4 separate regions of the Mus musculus genome follow, and all the other regions are linked to region 3. The links are chromatin contacts, called in public Hi-C, HiChIP or PLAC-seq and Micro-C maps. All regions are on one chromosome and are shown on one strand. The core of a region is the stretch at or near the end of the contact, and the rest is flanking DNA. Distances in the headings are between cores, read along the strand shown.

Evidence for each region. A called contact is a pair of places that touch in the nucleus more often than the background predicts. HiChIP or PLAC-seq counts read pairs in DNA pulled down with a chosen protein or histone mark.
Region 1: an H3K27ac HiChIP or PLAC-seq map of embryonic stem cells shows a contact between it and region 3, with 13 times the contacts expected there. The contact joins the enhancer-like site here to the promoter of 9530026F06Rik in region 3. A contact is called at or near these places in 4 of 484 Hi-C or Micro-C datasets (bone marrow-derived macrophages, liver, muscle stem cells and 1 more) and 4 of 115 datasets of contacts at active chromatin or transcription factors (embryonic stem cells, epiblast stem cells and kidney).
Region 2: a Hi-C map of cortical neurons shows a contact between it and region 3, with 2.9 times the contacts expected there. The contact joins the promoter of 4930487H11Rik here to the promoter of 9530026F06Rik in region 3. A contact is called at or near these places in 13 of 484 Hi-C or Micro-C datasets (the N1E-115 cell line, bone marrow-derived macrophages, cardiomyocytes and 8 more) and 1 of 115 datasets of contacts at active chromatin or transcription factors (kidney).
Region 4: a contact with region 3 is called in a Micro-C map of the HL-1 cell line, with 6 times the contacts expected there. The contact joins the enhancer-like site here to the promoter of 9530026F06Rik in region 3. A contact is called at or near these places in 6 of 484 Hi-C or Micro-C datasets (the HL-1 cell line, the MNK3 cell line, the N1E-115 cell line and 3 more), 6 of 115 datasets of contacts at active chromatin or transcription factors (acute myeloid leukemia, astrocytes, cardiomyocytes and 3 more) and 1 of 9 other capture datasets (embryonic stem cells).

Annotation. Positions count from the first base shown.
Region 1 is chr1:62,765,457-62,769,705 of GRCm38.p6, forward strand. Nrp2 (neuropilin 2) reads left to right here. Exons shown (of 17, transcript NM_001077404.1): 11 at 3,544-3,660. Among named protein-coding and RNA genes, the nearest start is that of 4930487H11Rik, 27 kb to the right of the region's middle. Within about 2 kb of position 2,370, at least 78 of the 459 cell types and tissues checked have an H3K27ac peak or open chromatin away from gene starts, as enhancers often do. A contact at or near this core is called in bone marrow-derived macrophages, embryonic stem cells and epiblast stem cells, where this site is marked.
Region 2 is chr1:62,792,908-62,797,682 of GRCm38.p6, forward strand. 4930487H11Rik (RIKEN cDNA 4930487H11 gene) reads right to left here and starts at 1,825. Exons shown (of 3, transcript NR_040601.1): 1 at 1,646-1,825; 2 at 1,489-1,564. All of the region lies in intron 15 of Nrp2 (neuropilin 2), which reads left to right.
Region 3 is chr1:61,376,183-61,380,656 of GRCm38.p6, forward strand. It overlaps 9530026F06Rik (RIKEN cDNA 9530026F06 gene), which reads left to right and starts at 2,250. Exons shown (of 5, transcript NR_040483.1): 1 at 2,250-2,374; 2 at 2,828-2,986; 3 at 3,814-4,047.
Region 4 is chr1:62,718,910-62,723,177 of GRCm38.p6, forward strand. It overlaps Nrp2 (neuropilin 2), which reads left to right. Exons shown (of 17, transcript NM_001077404.1): 2 at 21-198. Among named protein-coding and RNA genes, the nearest start is that of Gm29083, 2.9 kb to the left of the region's middle. Within about 2 kb of position 2,617, at least 94 of the 459 cell types and tissues checked have an H3K27ac peak or open chromatin away from gene starts, as enhancers often do. A contact at or near this core is called in the HL-1 cell line, the N1E-115 cell line, acute myeloid leukemia and 1 more, where this site is marked.

The DNA of each region.
Region 1 (4,249 bases), core at 1,120-3,619, 1.4 Mb after region 3:
CATCTTCCCAGGCTGCAGCTGGTCTCCTGCTCTTTCCTCACCCACCAAGTAGCACAGACCTGGGGCTAGTGCCTCCGTGAATTCTCCTTGTGAGGGTGAGGCCCCGGAGCTCCCTCCTGGAAAGACCAGACGGTCCTGAGTCAGGCTCCACCTAGCCTCTGGCTCCTGACCCTGCTTCTTCCTCAGAGCTGGCACAGACTGTCAAAAGGAGCTTCTGGGAGTCACCTGAAGCTCATGTCCCACCCAGTGCCAGCAGGAGCCTCCTGCAGGCTGTGCTCTCCTGCCCCTCCCCACCAGGGCCCCGGGTAATCCCATTTTCCTATCTGCCTTACCTGTCACTGGTGGGATGGCATGAAGGATTAATAAGGGCATGTCAGAGAAGCGCTTTGGGCTCCCAGGGAGAAAAGTGTTGCGGGGGGGGGGGGGGGAGAGCTACAAGAGCCCAGAAGAAACCTGGGCAGACGTACTGGCCAGGAATGGGGCCCAAGTTCACTTCTAGGCTTGGAAGTGAAGACACTACCTACCATGGAATCTATACTAGGAGGGAGACTCACATCTCGCCCCATACACACTTGTAAGGGTAAGGCTGAGTTCCCCAATGCCTGAATGTGTGTTAACTGTGCCTCACCAGTATGGAAAAATCCACTTCAGACATAAACTAGTTTCATTTACCCACCTTAGACTCCAGGTTTAGACTATAGAGTTTTATCCAGAAACTTTTAGGCTAGTGGATTCCACATTTGATCATGTGCTTCAAGTTAAATGGCATCGCCGTTGCAGCTCCTTTCATTGGCAAGCACGCACACACATGTGCACACACATGTGCACATACGGAGAAGTTCTTGAGCTCCAGAATGATTGCTACATTCAAGCCATTCCCTGGCCACCACTAGGTGCAGAGCCTAGGACAAATGACTTCATCTTTTACCTGGAAAATGGGGGTGGCATCAAAACCCTGCAGCTGTTAGAAGAATGGTGTGGAGTAATGGTGGGCAGGATTTAGGATGTCGCCCATCACTGGCAGGCAGGTTACATACAGATGTAAGGGAAGAAGGGGATCCCAGGCAGTGCTCGACCTGTGCGCATCCTGCAGGATTATAGCTCAGACATTTAATAAGCTATCATAACCCATTTCATTGATTCCATAGTCTACTGATGAGTGTGATACATGGTTCAAAAACAAACCACAGAACTCAGCCTACTGCCCTAGTTTCACAGACTGGGAAACTGAGTCTCAGGAAGATCATCCAGTGGGCTGAGAGCCAAGTCACACTTCCCTCTGGCCCCTTTGCCTTCTGTGCCGTGCGTGCCTCTCCCAGGCTGGCCTTGCTTGGTGACCAGCAGGACAGTTACTGATGTCCTCTTCCCTCATTGTCCCTCCAACCCCAACCTGCCCCAAACTGCCCCGGTGACAGCAACAGGTTTCCCATTTCAAAGGCCAGCCCTGCTCTTGGAAGATCAGAGCTGGGGTGTGTTTCCCTCTGCCCAGCCTCCCAGTCTTTGAAGTCTCTGACATCTGGTTTTAATTTTGGAGGACCACTGCTGTTTGGTGAATGGTTACCTCGGAGCACCCAGTACAAACAGTGGGCACAGAGGCGGGCTCCTGTTTCCTCAATTTGCCTCCCACACCCTGCCCACTTGTCATGTGATCGGCCCCTCTCTATGTCCCTGGGTTTCACTTCATCAGCTCCCACCAACTGCCCAGCTTTGCCTGAAACTTCCGGTCCTTGGTACACATTCTTCTAGTTTTTAAAATCGCCATCTCTGTCGATAATTCACCCTTGGTTCCTTTCTTATTTTTTTTTTCCCTGTCCCAAAAAGGATAACAGAAAAACGAAAGGGCTGGGCTGAACCAGTCTGGCTAAATAATTTAACAGGCCTGCTTTACCCGTTAGCCAGTTTGTTTAGGTTTCGAATGATTACTTCTTGCCTTGCCGCCCATAGTTTGCTTTACAATTGAGTTTGAGATTCGATGACACGGTGACAAATTTGAACTCACAAATTAGGACGCTTCGAGGTTATTTGTTATTTACTTTGAGCAAAAGGCAGACACGGCAATGGGAAACACGAAAGGTTATGTGCGTAGTGTTTAATAGCAGAAAGGTGGGAAGTCGACCGTGAAAAAGCTTTTCAGCATATTTACCCATTTCCTCAGCTCCTGGCTTTACTAAATAGTGTCCTGAAAGGTGCCCCACAAAGGCACCTTAATCGTATGCAACAGTGCAAAGGAGCATGCACAAAGACAGAAGGACGGTGCCCTCACCTCTCCCCGGCATCTTGTTGAAGGACACCTCTAGGAGACACTCACCACTCTGTAAGACAAAGCTTTTCAGAACCCTTCCCACCCCACCCAGGGCCTGACTCACAACCTCATTCATTCCCCGAATAGTTGGTGAATGAGTGACCCAGGGAGCAACTAAACAAGTGAACGAACGAACGGATGTGTGAGTCACCTACCTGGCCCAGGTGGGAACCGACAGCCTACAGCGTAGGCTAGGTTTATTGTGTGTTCCTTATTATTAACACTGCTTATGAGCTACCAGCATAGAAAGTTTTCCCAAGGAATGCTAGGCTTCCCTTGCTGGGGGAGGGGCTTTTGGAAGAACCAGCCAGAGTAGGCTTTCTGCTCTCTGGACCTTTGTCAATTGAATCAAGTCATGGTGCCTTGGTGGTGCCTTTGCCCACTACCACTATCTCCACCATGCCTGGCTCTTTTGGCTGTGGTCAGAACGGTAGCTGTATCCAGTGGGTGTTTTAACTTGTCAGACCTTGGCCAGAAGGTTTAGGCCAAACTACTTTCACCTAGCCAAAGTCTCTTTAAATCTCTATGTTCCCATCTGTCCCTGTCCATGAAACACCAACACAGCCTGGACTTCGGCTTCCCAAGCTGCTGTCACACATACAGCTTTGGTGACAAGTGCTTCTGATTATTTGATCCGTAGGTGGGCCCCAAGGACCAGATTGTTTTAGAGAGTTCATTTTGATTCCAAATAAATCCTGTCTGGCATAGTGAAAGGGTGTGTTTTGAGAAAGCAGGACCAGTACGACTCACCAGCAGCCATGAAGCGGCAGGCTGTTGGGGCCCCGTTCCCCACGTAACAGAAACCAGCTTCGTGGTGCATGGAGATGTTTCTAATGGCTTTGGTGGGCTACATTCATTTTGATTGTGTGCCCTGACACACTGGCCTCTGAACAAAATACCCAAATGCAGTTCAGCTTCACTATGGGGTCAACATCACCCAACCCCCCATGGTTGCTACTTTTGTGCTGCCCTTAGAGCCTGCAGTGTGGGGTTCGTGTCCATGGCTCTTGAAGCTTCTGCCAGAGCTCTAGATTATTATCCAACCAAGAGATCCTTGCTCCACCAACAGCTCACAGGGTGAATTTACAGCTCTGTGGGCATCTTCCCTGTCCTCCTCACAAGGCCACGTCTAGAGAGAAGACTTCAGGTTTTTTTGGGGGGGGGAGGGGCACATTGTCCCCTGCTGGGTGGCAGTGCAGCCTGCTGCAGCAATTATCTTTTCTCTGGTTACCTTCACACAGACTCAAAGCCCACAGTGGAGACGCTGGGACCCACCGTGAAGAGTGAAGAGACTACCACCCCATATCCCATGGATGAGGATGCCACCGAGTGTGGGGAAAACTGCAGCTTTGAGGATGGTAAGGATTGGAGTGAACATCATATTTCATCTTGGGTGGCGTGGGTACGGACCAGGCAAGAACTTCGGATCCCTTGGTTGGAGGTCCCTATGAACTTGCAGAAGGATTCAGGGAGGTACCAATACTCAGAGGCCTGAGGCAGTGGTTACTAGAAACACTCAGATACTGTAAGCGTAGCAGGCATGGTTCTACCTGACTATATCACATCTGCAGAGATCACACAGGCAGAGGCAGGCTGTGAGGCTCTGCAGCCAGTCCTTCACAGCCCCAAGGGGTCTTAGTGTTTGGATCATCTCTTCACATGGAAAATCTGTATCCCCCTCATTTTATCTTCTAAACACACCCAAGTTAGATAAAGTCTGTAACTGAAAGATCCTAAATGTAAGGTCTTACTCTTTCGATCCTACTGTTCATCTCCCCGTATATTAGGGCATTGCTAAGAAACCACGGCTTTTACTACACCTGGTGTTTTGGGCTGGACTTTTAAGTTTGACAGCCTCGATTTACAGTAAATTATTGATCATTATTAAATGTTCATTAAACAAAAGGCGGGAAGATTGGCAAGGAGACTTGAGAAGAGATGCAGAGA
Region 2 (4,775 bases), core at 575-3,074, 1.4 Mb after region 3:
GAGCATTTTCCAACTGTGTACCCAGGTTATGTCTACCATCAGAAACACTTTCAGGGCAACACCCTCCCCAGCTCCAGCACTTGGAGCTGGAAACTTTTGTACTGAGGCCAGGTGGTGGCAGAGGCAAGAGAAGTGGCTGTAACTGCTCCTATCTTTGTGGTCAGGCACTTTAGAGTGGGCTCTGTTGCCTAGTTTGCCACCTGCCTTTTCTCTGATGGGCGAGCTGTAACCTCATTAGAGGATGGTCCTCATAAAGCAGCAAACCTGAGTCAGAGGCACAACCAGGGAACACTTTATGGGAGAAAAAAGATGGCTCTGGTGAACTCTAGAACCACCTGTGCGCTTAGGCATTTCACAGCATCGTTGAGAGCTCCATGAAAACCCAGTAGCAAGGTGATTGCCAAGCAGCAGACACTCTGGGTGACCTGAATCAGGACTTGACATTAGCTGACTTGCAACCTGATCACTTCAAGGAACCATTTTCAATACTTTGTTTCCTTTCTTTCTCTCTCTCTCCTTTTTTTTGTATGTAAATTTCTCAATTTGAGTACCAATGAGAGAGACAGAAAGAGAGAGAGAGAGAGAGAGAGAGAGAGAGAGAGAGAGAGAGAGAGAGAGGAGAGGAGAGAGAGAGAGAGAGAGAGAGAGAGAGAGAGAGAGAGAGAGAGGAGAGGGGGGGAGGAGAAGATAAATGAAAAAATTAAAAGATGGAAATTAGAGCTGGGTGTGGTGGCTCATGCTTGTAGTCCCACCACTTGGGAGGCTGAGGCAGGGGGATTGTTTAAGGCTAGCTACATGGTGAATTACAGGCTGGCCTCTGCTAAAAAGTGAAAACCTTTCTCAAGATAACAAACAAAAGAGGATGAAAACACTTTAGCGGAAAGGAAAAGACCATATAGTCACACGGAAAAGGATAAGGTAGTAGTAGAAACAGCTTTTAGGAGTCCTAGGATAATGGGGTCTTTGGAAAAGGATAAGGTAGTAGTAGAAACAGCTTTTAGGAGTCCTAGGATAATGGGGTCTTTTTCATCCTAAAGATACAGATGTGGTTATCAAGTCGTATGCTAAGCAACTCGTCTTGGTCAAAGCTCTTCCAACACTGGAGGACTTTTGGTGGTCTACAAGGTGAAACTGCACCCTGACGGAAGGGGATCCCCAAATTGACGGAAGCAGTAATTCAGAACTAGCAAGATGGGCAGGCTTCATCAGATTTTCTAAGAAACATTCTCTCATTTTTCTCTCACTTCTGAGGAGACATGAGATCTGACATACTACTCAGCTATCTGGGGACCAGGCTGTGGGGTCGGGAGAAATTGAGAACTGGGGGTGTGGGCCTCGGGTCAGCAGTTGCTTCATAAGGCATTTACAGGGCACCTTCACTGCATGTCCTCCTCGGTGGAGGCTGAGTCTTGGCTTCCTCTGCTTCAGGAGCTCTAAGTCTGGTGGGGGTGTGGGGGTGGAGAGAAGAAAGGTAGCCGGGGGCCCTGCCTGCGTGGTGAGCAAAGGTGGGTCCACAAACAGATGCTGTGAATAGGCAGCTCATCTGTCCCTCTTCCGGCACACCCTGTAAGTAAGGGAAGCACGTTTTAGCCATCCGCCCATGGTGCCCGCAGCTCGAGAAGCATTTCTCATAGGTTAAGCATACATCGGCTTTTTCAGAAGTAAAGATCATGTCTGCCTTTGGCAAGCTCAAAACCGCCTTAGTCCCTTTCTGGGCCAGATTCTCATCTGATGTAAATCCTTGGGAGAATCAAGTTGTAGCACTGTTTTGCATGGAGTGGGAGTCAATTCAGTCTTTCCCCTGAGTTACCCTGAGCGAAACTCTACTACAGCGTCTCCATGGCAACCAGAGGCTGGCCAGTAAACTCGGTTGCCTCCTAAATCTCCCCACCCCCAGCTTCTCCCCGCTCTTTTCCACGGTTAAGAATGAGGCTCCCTCGCTCGGTGTCCCTCGCTCTCACACTCCTTTATTGCTTTGTGCTCATATCTTTTTTTCCCCCTGCAACTCCTTATCCAATCTGCTTTTAAAATCCTCCATCCAGTTTAAAAAAAAAATGAAGACGGGTTAGTCATTGCTTGACAGTAGTAATTGACCTGTTTAGACAAGACCAAGCTGATTTCAATGGGCACAGAAACCTTGGCAAACCAAAGTGGAATTTACCTTCAAGTCTAGCCAGCCTAATTAATACATTGTTGAGAATTCTGGCCAGCCACACCAAATATGGCTTTTCCACCCACTTGAAGAATTCACCAATCTGAATTCCAGCAGATACTGCAGTATCATTGTGTGTATGTGGTGTGTGTGCGTGGAAGTGTGTGTGTGTGTGTGTGTGTATGTGTGTGTGTGTGTGTGTGTGTGTGAGAGAGAGAGAGAGAGAGAGAGAGAGAGAAAGGAAGAGAGAGATGAGAGAAAAAATTATAATGCTTTGACACATGGTAAAGTAATTCTGATTAAATAATAAAGAAAGCTATGTAAGGGTAGGACTCTTGGTTGAGACATATTTACTACCAGGTGAGCAGCAATTGTCGATTGAACCTCTGTGAGCCTGTTTCCTCATCTGTACAGTGGGTTAAAGTACCTGATGCATAAAGGGACCAGCGAAGAGATTGCAGATAATAAACGGCTTGGTATATATGAAGGCCGAGTACCGCCTGAGTCCCTGGATCCCTGCTGTATGACCCAAAGCATGTGTGTTTCTCTCTTTCTTTTCTTTATTTTTTTTCTTTATTTTTTTAATTGATTTTTTTTTATGAGTCCGCATGCTCTCAGCCTAGCAACACTCTCTGTGTCTCTCCCCCAGGGGGCACCCTCCCGCCAGGGACCGAGCCCACAGTGGACACGGTGCCCGTGCAGCCCATCCCAGCCTACTGGTATTACGTTATGGCGGCCGGGGGCGCCGTGCTGGTGCTGGCCTCCGTCGTCCTGGCCCTGGTGCTCCACTACCACCGGTTCCGCTATGCGGCCAAGAAGACCGATCACTCCATCACCTACAAAACCTCCCACTACACCAACGGGGCCCCTCTGGCGGTCGAGCCCACCCTAACCATTAAGCTAGAGCAAGAGCGGGGCTCGCACTGCTGAGGGCCGAAGCAGGAACAGCGCCCCCCCAAAAAAAACCCAAGAAAGACTGCAAACACGTTGCCTCGATTTTGCACTTTTTTTCTCCTCGCCTAGTCTCTGTGTGAACCCTCAGACATCTCTCTCCAGGGTCCCCAACCCTGAGCGCTCTCATGTACCCCACACCATTCTCTGTGGTTCTTGGTTCCGGTTTCTCTTTGCTCTGATATTGTTTGTTTTTAATCATTATTTTTTTTCCTTTTCTTCTTTCCTTTTTAATCTTCTCTCTTTTATTCCTTTCTCCCCTCCCCGCCCCGCTTTTTTCTAATGATTTTAAACCAACTCTAATGCTGCATCTGGAATCCCAGAAGAGACCCGCCCCTAAGCACTTCACAACCCAAGGCTCTGTTGGTTTTGTTCCAGAGACAGGCCCTGTTGTTTTCTCCCCTTGCCTTATCCCATCCCTCCTCTCCTGGGCAGGCTGCCAGGTGTCTTGAGGGGAGCCTGGTCCTGTATGTATGTACACAGTACACTCCCATGTGAAGAGGTGTGTGTGTGTGTGTGTGTGTGTGTGTATTTTCGAGGGAGAGACTGATTCACTGTGGAAGGGGGGGAGTGTGGGTGTGTGTAGAGAGGGGCCCCTTCCCTCTTATGTTGCTTCTTCTGGGGTACTTTTCAAGAAAATAATATACTGTACACATTTTGTTTACTTGGAGAAGAGATTGGAGCTTTTTTGTTGCCTTATCTAGCTCTGGCTGGGTTTCTGTTGGCTGTCATTGTCATCTCCAGGTACCTAGACAAATAGAGACCATTGGGAATGCAATGTGGCTTCACCCATCCTTATCCCCATCCCAAGCCACCCAAGACTATGGTTCCTCCAGTGCACTCAGACATGACCCCTTTTGTTATGTTTCCTGGTGTCTTTGAAGTCACAAGATAACAGCCATTGGGTGCATGGAGTCATTTCTACTTCCAGCCCTGAAGCAAATGTGTCTCATGTTGCCTTATAAAAAGAAAAAAGAAAAGAAAAAAAAAAGAAGAAGAGGAATAAAAAGTTCATAATGAATGTTTAGCTCTGACGGTCCAGTTGTGGAATGTCATAAAGAATAACACACCTGGGATGATGTAAACTCAGTAGTCTGTTTTAATTGTGAGCAGGAGGGGACCGATAGAAGGGAGGAGATGGAAAGACCCAAATGTTGTCTTTGCAGAGTCTCCTCACCCCCGGGCATCATTATGTTGAGCCTAACGTGGGATGGGGTTGAGGAAGAAGGTATTCTTTGGTATTATTTTGGTCATTGTCATAGAGTTTGTAAAATACAAGGGAGGGGTTTATTTGCTCTCCTTTCATGGTGTTAACGTGTGCCTGAATCCATAGCTGCTGAAGTATGTGGCTGTCCTTCTGACTTAGTTAAATAGTATAAGAAAGTAAAAAGGAATCGTTTGCTAAAATGAACCCAAGTGCTGCCACCAGTTAAAGCACTCATGGCATCTGGCTAATACACCCCCAATGTCTGGTCTGAATACACCCCCAAGGGCTGGTCTGACATCAGCAGATAAACTAGCATGGGCAGAGAGAAGACGCCGTGGTAAAGTTATACCTGTTGCCCCTACTTTTCCTCCCCCAAACTCTCTACCGAGAGAGATGTTAGAGATGTGCAAAAGCTGCATTAAACGGCAGAATCAATTTGGTTGCAATGAAGTGTCTATTTGAAGA
Region 3 (4,474 bases), core at 1,000-3,499:
ACAGACAGACAGACAGACAGACAGATAGAGATATAATGACAAAACATTATATTTCCTGGCACATATGTATAGCAACATTGCAACCTGTATATTATTGAATGTTTATTTCTCACACGGAGCAGCTGAGGTTTTCATCTAAGTCAAAGAGATGGGAAATTAGATCTGTACCTATGGGAGTGCTGACAGGAGCCCAAAGTGACACAGAGCAAAGCAAGGCTGAGGTCGTGCTGGGGTTAGTTTTCGGTATTGGCTTTGTGTACAGTTGGTAATGCTCCAAGGAGGCTTAGAGTGAGGCCAGGAACACACAGACAAAGTCAACAAAACCACTAAACTTTAAAATGATTCGATAAGGAGCAAAACAGAAAGGAAGAAAAAGTCAAAGCAGCCCATTGGATGACATGAAAAATAGGGCGGGGCGTGGGGGGCATGAGGGGTGGAGCATGAGGGAGTGGTATATCATAGGGTGAGGATTGGGAGTCACCAAGACACAAATACCCTTAGTTTCTGCTCCAAGGCAAGTTCACACCTCCTGGGAGCCAAAAGAAACTCCCAGGAAGCCCTGAGGGACATCTGAGAGATGATGATAGATGGTCACAGATATTAATTGGAATGTCACTCCCTTAAGAGCAGGGGTTTGGGTGTGAAAACTCTGTTCAGTACAAAGTAGCCTCTCAAACTCCATTTGTTGAACAAATCCCCTCAGCTGATAACGTCACCCAGTCATCCCTTAGCAGAGTAAGCTTTGGACACACTGTGAGACACGGATGTGTACTGTTCAAATTAATCTTCATTCTAGACTCACTGTTAATATCTTCATTTCTAACATTTGAGGGAATTAAACCCAAGTATTAGATATTAGATTCTGCCTCACAGATTCTAGTAAATTCCAACAATACTGCAAATTATTATTGCTTCATGCACACAGTGGCTTGGTGCTAGTTTTAAAGCTGGGCAGGCAGTCAGAGCTTTTATGTTGAGCCAGGGGCAAGCCGAGGGATTGCTCTCGGTTTTTTGTTTTGGTCTGTTTTTTTATTTTTTTTTTTTGGTTTGGCTTTCAGCGTGATGACAGAAAGGACCCGCTAGGGGGCAGTGTGTGCACAGGTTTCAGCCAAGCAAGCCCAGCGGTTTATGGCCGCTCAGGTAATCCTGAAGGCAACAGGGAGATCCAAGAGTCTTGAGAAACAAAATTCACTATATGAAGTTATTCTTTAGGTGGAGCAGAATAAAGCAGCCCGAAAAGACTGCACAGGAGAAGAAAAGCTAGTGACACAGCAAAAAACTGGGGGATGGTTATTTTAAAGGTTTCACCGCACCGGAGCGCTTACGGCTTGATACAGGAATTATTCGGTATTCTCCTTAATGATTGCTAAAGGGCTTTTAATATTTTTATTTATTACCTTTGACATTTCATGTTTCTGAAATCCATGCAGAGCCGTGATTCATTTTTCTTGTCTATTGTAGGTAGCAGTTAGAATTCAATTAAAGTTAACCACTTTTAATTGGGCAATGATAGCTGATGTTGCATTATTGAGTGCTTCAATGTTCTGAGGGGTTTACTTACATTTTCTTTTCTTCGCTAATGCTCCTGGATAAGGAGACTTTTATTAGTTGTATTTATTCCCACTGGAGATGTGGAGAGATGGTGTTGATACTCACTCCAACATCCCAAGCCTCAAGGTCTAGACCAGAAGCCATTTCTCTTAACTATTTTGCCGTTTTCCCCTAGAGTGCACAGCTTCTCACACCTCTTGTTAAAATGTAGATGCTGATTCATGGATGTGGGTGGAGACTGAGAGTCTGCAACGTAGGCCAGTTTGCAGGTGACTGCAGTGCTGCTGCGTTTTCCATGGGCCTCATTTTTAAAAAGTGAGCACCTGTGTCGAGGTGAAAGGTGCAGGCGTATACAGATGTGCATGATCTAATCCCTACACTCAGATACAGATGTGCATGATCTAATCCCTACACTCAGACAGCCTGTGAGTAGGAGAGATGAAGAAGGCACATGTCCAGGACCACAGAGTAACAAACAGAACAATTCCATTGATATGAGAACAGGACTTGCTGACAGGGGGTGAAATGGACCCCAAAGCTTTGAAGGGTGCCTGCGGAATGAGCAAGACCTAACTCACAAAGCATGACCAGCAAGCCTAGTGCAGACACGGGTCTTGCAAGGGTTGTTCAAAAGGACAGGGAACTGAAGGAGGGAGGGGCGAGGAAGGGAGGTCGGAATGCAAGTCACTCCTGGAATTAAGAAACACTGTCTAGAGGACGCTCAGAATGGACAGCACCCAGCTGCTCAGGAAACCTCAGTGCGGGGTGAGATGAACCAGGAAATAGATGGCGGTAGAGGCGGTGTTGACAGAGCACAGAGGAGGTAATCTGAATAAAAAGAACCTGTTTAACCCAAGTTCTGGGATAGGACAGTACCATGCACACTAGAGGAAGAGTGCCTAGACCTGTTTTCCCATCTGTCCATAGAGAAGCTATGCTGCAGCCATGGTTCAGAGCAATGCGGCTCTCTCTCCATCGTAACATATCATGAGTGCCGCAGCAGAGGAGACTCCAACTCCGAATTCTGTTTTCATTAGGGCTGGGCTGGAGCTAGGAATTTATGTCTATCTTCTCATGTTTATTTGGTTGATAGGTATGCGCAGGCAACACTGAGATCTATCACTCGGGAGCCACGGTTCTCAAGTGAGCAGCCTCGACCGACCGGGAGGCAGCTTTAGCATCGGTGGGAACTGATGGGAAATGCAAATCTTGGTCGGGTTCCCAGACTCATAGAGTCAGAAACTCAGGGTGAGGCTCAGAATCTCTGTTTTAACAGACCCTTTGGTGATTCTCAGGCAAGTCCAAGTTTGAGCACTGGTGTATTCTCAGGCCTTCCAACTCCAAGTGTGGTCTAGCTTGGGACTTATTACATTAGCAGAGTCTGGGACCCGGCACCTCGCAGCTACTGAATCAGAAGCGCGGGTCAAGAGACCAGGTGAGGAACGTGTGTGTTAAGGTAGGGAAGCACACTGAATCCCAGGGAGGACAATTTAAGGTTCTAGAGTGGGAATATAACATCATGGCAAGAAAACGTGGAAGACAGAGTTTGAGCCGGAGAGAAGGACATGGACCCAAACGCATATAAATCATCTTGGTCCTGCAGGACTTACTAAAAGAAACCCCACAGAGGAAGTCTGCTTGTTAGCATCACTCCCCAGACCTTCCTCCCGAATGCTTCCCTTCTAGACCCCAACAGAGAGCTGCCAGGCCTGGGGTGGAAGTCTGCATTGCAGAGCGCAGGGCTCCCTTAGTAGTGGACTTCTGCCAGCCATCGATCCAAGATTAAGATCTCCCTCTGCAATACAACTGCACTCAGGCCCCGGCTCCAGCTTGTAGAATATTTTTGATAATAAGAAAGCCTAAATGAAGCATCCCTTCAAAGGCCTTCACCATTAATTTGGCACAAGGAAAAAAGCCAGCACATTAGAGCAGGTTTTCCAGTCACCCTGCCTGTGTTGTAGAACCTCTGAATAGACATCCATAATGAAATTACTCAGAATGGAATTCATTACCTGACTTAAGATTTATTGCTTTTTAACTAGAAATATAAGGCTCCGCACACTCTGCTCCCGGAGTTGGCTGTGCGAACGGTCCATTCCTTCTCTCCAGTTTGAGTTCGGGGGAAACCCAGCAGAGGAAATGCTAATCGGGTGCAGGGGTTGTGGGCAGAAGAATGGGCTGAACAATGCGGCTTCATTAGGACTGGCACATTGGAACCCCAGGACTCTGGTGCTCAGTTCTGCTTCCACAATCTCACCACAGGGACCACGGGCCAGTCACCTCCCAACTAGCATAATTGGAAAGACTCTAAGAGGCCCCGAAGTGCTGAAGTGCTGTAAATTGGCAGCGTTCGGTTCTGATGAACATTAAAGGGAGTGCGTGGTTAATTCCTCCGCTCATGCTGATCCCACAGTCTTCCCACTGGGGGCTTTTGGCTTGGAGCATCGTGGCGCCATTTGTTCTGCCTGGATTCTCCACCAGGCCTGAGACCTCAAGGTGAGTTAATAGGCTCGGCTTCTCCACACTTTATTTTAATCTGTATTTACCATCATCATAGTTATTTTAACAAACCCCGGGTGCAAGGCACGCCATAGAGCACTGCACAATGCAGATAAGAGCAGCCCGGCCCAGGCCCCGTGGCGGAGGCCAGCAGCTATGGTTGAAAGGTGCTTGACAGCATCCTGTCTTACAATCCAACCCAAGATGCTCCTGGTCCCCTAAGGCCTGACCTTCTGCTAGATGTCTTTTTGGGTCTTCACCTCTCTGCAGTTCCTGGGCCATCTCCTCTGGATTGGCAGGAGAGTGATGTCAACCGCTGGAGCCACTGCCCATGGTGCTCAATCCCGTCCCCGTTTTCTCCTCAGTGACTCTCCTTCTGGCACTCGGGCACACAGTGTAAAAATATGGCTGATGGTGGCTCTCT
Region 4 (4,268 bases), core at 1,367-3,866, 1.3 Mb after region 3:
GGTGGTGTTCTCACTTCCAGATCCACCCTGCGGAGGTCGGCTGAATTCCAAAGATGCTGGCTACATCACTTCCCCAGGCTACCCCCAGGACTATCCCTCCCACCAGAACTGTGAGTGGATTGTCTACGCCCCCGAACCCAACCAGAAGATTGTTCTCAACTTCAACCCTCACTTTGAAATCGAGAAACACGACTGCAAGTAAGCACAGCCCTGCTGACTGGGGACGCACACACAGGGCCACTGCTCTGATATTCTGTCCTTTCTCTCACTGAAGGGCAGTTGTGGGCCCTAGCCACAGAGGGCCACTTAAACATGGCATTAGCTTCTAGGAGAGGTAGGGTGGATTTGATTCTGTGGTATTGTAAAGAATCTTTTGGAATGAGGTACAGAAAACAGTGGTACCCTGTCTGTAGAAGTTGGCAGTGGAAAGAGTTTCCATTGGGGCAAGAAGCAGACTACAAACCCCGCTTCTTGTATCTGTGACTTAGCTTCCTTTGGAGGGCTCCCCCATTTTGATTGCTGCCTTATCAGGAACCCTACAAGCTTCCCTAATAAAATGGTAGCTGGGTCCTCAAATATATCCAGCAATAGGGATTGGCTTATTGCTTTCCAAAGGCGCTGCTCATTGCAGAGTTAAAAATACAGAGTTGGTGAAGGATGGGTTAAGACTCCAATTGATTCTTGATGTCCATGCTGCACAGGTTACTCTCAAAGATGCAGGTATAGATTCCTTCTACAAACAGTTCTAATTGCTTTACAATTAAGCCACTCAGTTCTTGCTGTAGCCCTGGGAAGCTGGTGCCATCATGATCTTCATTTTGACAAGAGGACACTAAAACACAGAGAGGTTAAGTCAGTTACTCAAGATGGCCTCAGCTGGTCTTATAACAGGACATCTGTTCAGCCACCTTGGAGATGCAGACAGTCAGAGAAATGCTCGTAAGATGCTGTGCGCACTCGGGAAAACAGGCTGGCTGAGTAGTCTCTAGACCTCTGTCCTGTGTGCTTGCCTCATGAATCAAAAGTGAAAGTGTTCATAAAAGACTATGGCACTGGCAGTTTTGGTCTTTGTACCATACGTTCTGGTGACTGTTCAGTATCCACACGACACCTAAACACTCCGAGCATTCCTGTGACCAAGGAGTTGGGAGTCCTGGATAATTAATAAGGAGACAGCTGGTGGGACAGGTATAAGAGAGCAGGTGACACTCCTGGCCCCTAATGTAGAGCAGGCTTCAGTCCAGGCCAGTGCTTCCTCTGACGGACTCAAGGCTCCTCTGTAACTAGTACTAGACCCCGAGGCCTGGCAAGCTGCTGTCCTTATTATACTCTCAGGACCACTTTGCACCTACAGAATGGTTTCCTTCTAACAGGAGGTAGTCTGTGCTGAAAACCAAAGAGTTTCCCGGATGGATGCCACATGTGACTAAGAGTCACAGGATGGGGTTTCTAATTCCAGGACCAGTCTTGGCTGCCTGGATGACATAGCACATCAGTTCCTCCTTTGTCTGTCTTACACAGACACACTGGACACATTGACTCAGCATCCCAGGATTCCACTTCCCCAGCAGCAAAGCTGACAAAGAATTTGGGTTTGAGCAGCTCTGTAAAAGGACTTTTGGGTCCCAGCGTCTTTGGCATCAACTGAGACATAATGCACAGAGTGCTTGAGAGCGGGCTCAGAGGAACTTGACTAAGCACCTCTCCGGACAGAGGGCCAAATTCGGTTCTGCTGATCCCAGTGCAATCTCGAGGGGAAATTGCTAAGAGGCCATTTTATGGATATTCACTATGACAGGGGAAAGGGGCCTTGCTTTTTAGAAGGTTGGATTCAGACAGCAATGAGCAAAGCCCCAGATATATTGTGTAGAGTAAAAGGCTAGGGACGCACTCTGCAGCCCCGGGATCCAACCCACAGGGCTGCAGAACTTGGTGTGGAGCAGAAGGACTCATACCTCACCTTTGCTGGAGTCTGAAGAGAGGAAACAGGCAAGTTACAGGCTCTCTTCCCGGCTTCTCAGGCCTTCCTAACTAGCTTCCTGTTTTTCTCCACATGCCTCATCCTTGCTGCTGGCTGCAGCCTAAAAGGTCACAGAGGTCAGAAAGAAAATCTTTCTGGAATCTATTTCCCCCTAGTGTCAAATTGTCTGCAAGGCTCCTCTAGGCCCACTTACCCTCGCTCTCGGTCCTCACCCACCCCGCCACCGCTCCCCCACACCCCATCCTCTGTCTCTCTCATTAATTTTTATATTTAGAAGGCCGTATCTGGTCCCACTTGCCCTCATTTGCATGCAGAACAAGGGGCTTGCCCGATTTACTTTCTTGAGAAAGGAACACTTCATCTCATTAAATCCTGGAAGGTTTTTCTTGTTCTTACACTCTTTTTGACTCCTTCTTTTCCACGCTGCATTTTTTTTTAAATAGCATTTGCTATCAAAGGAAATCCGTCCCCTCTTTCTTCGCATTTTGGGGACATGCTCAATTGTTTTACCTCAAAGTTTATGAAGCAGGTACCTCTCCCAACAGAAAATTGCCTCTGCTGCCCATCTCTGAGTGAGCAATAGCTTGGAGAAGAAAGAGGAAATGAAAGGGTACAGCCTACATGCCTGCCCGAGTTGTCTCTTCTGCTTTCTCTGCATGAAATGAACTACAAAAAAAATGGCCCTCTGACCTAAGACCAGGGCCCTTATAGGGAAGATTATTCTGGTCTGTGGTACCTAAGCCTTTTCCTCTCTGTACCTTAAAGTCTCCATTCCAGAAGGTCAAGGCAACCCCCAGACAGATCTTTTCCTGACCACCGCTTGTTCATTTTGTTCCACTGAATCTTGCTGTCTGCTTGGAAAATTTCACTCACAAGCGTCAGCCGTTCTGTGCCAGTGCAATCCGAAGCCACCCTTTCTCTTAGCTTTGCCTGCCTCCTCCCTTGGGCTATCCACAGGGAACCAACCCCTAAGCACCAGCATGCTGTCCTGGGGACTGGGGAGCAGCTACAGGCAGAAGCAAAGGCCGTTGTGGCATTGACAGCTACCTGTGTCAAGGGACAGAAAGACAGGACTCAGGGCTGTCTGGGCAAACAGAAAGAAGTCACTTCATCCCCCTGGGAGCAGAAGATACCAGGAGGCTGCTGCCTTGGCAGACAGAGAGAAGCCATTCGCTTGAGTCATCAGCCAGAGGGTTCAGCGTTATGGTTTTAGAAACATACACACAAGACTGGGTATTTTTCCACTTCTAAACTGTGAACTGTATGAACTCTTAAAAACATTCACCAACATGCTGTCCTATACAACTTACTCACCAGTCTTCAAGCAGGCTTGGTGTGCATGTGCTTACACACACACACACACACACACACACACACACACACACCCATTGTAGAGGTCCAATCAAAGGTAACTAAAATCAAGACCTAGTTCCTAGAAAGAACAAGTATGTAGCAGATAGGTATCTTGAAAATATCTTGGGGAAATTTGAAAACTAGGAAGTTGTGAACATACATTTCTTAGGCCACCTCACAAGTAAGTCTACGTAGATTCAGAACAAAACTACCTCATTCCTGTCAAAGTGAAGCCCATTGAGGAACAATCTCTCCGGGCAGAGTCCCTCCGTGGAAGTCCTGAACATTTTAAAGCCTCACTTCCATGTTTTCTTAAACAAAACCAACAAACGTTGAGGAGAGTCATTTTTTGTTCTTGATGATTTAGGATGGTAATTCTAGACTTCACTCCTTCGTGCACGATGAAGGCCGATCAATGTCCTCTTTGGATCTGATTGGCTCTTGAGGATGGATGCACTTGAATGCAGTACCGGCAAAGCCCAGAAGAGGGCGCCAGATTCCCCTGAAGCCACAGCTAACAAGCAGTTGTGAGCTTTTGAATGGCTGTGCTGTGAACTGGGCTCGCCGCAGAGCCATCTCCTCAGTCTACATTTGAATTTTTGTTGAGCTTTTAAACATCTTAAGTCCCCCAAACCATGATAACAAGTACTTTGCTGTGTCTAGTTTGTGTTACCACAGTAAGTTAGCAAGCTCGTTAAATGCCTCTGTCATGGGAAACTCGAGACTATTTTCTCCTCGTACTTCTTGCTTTCAATTCTTATGAGTATCCTTCCTCATACAGCCTCCCTCTTCTGACTTGCCTTTATTTTTCATATGTATCAATTTTGCCGTAGAAGATCTTTGCTGTCTATGCCAAAGATTAGGTCCTGGGGTTCAAGATTTCAACCCTAAGTCCGTGTAAATTCAAGGCTACCATTTCTTACTTGCTTCGTTC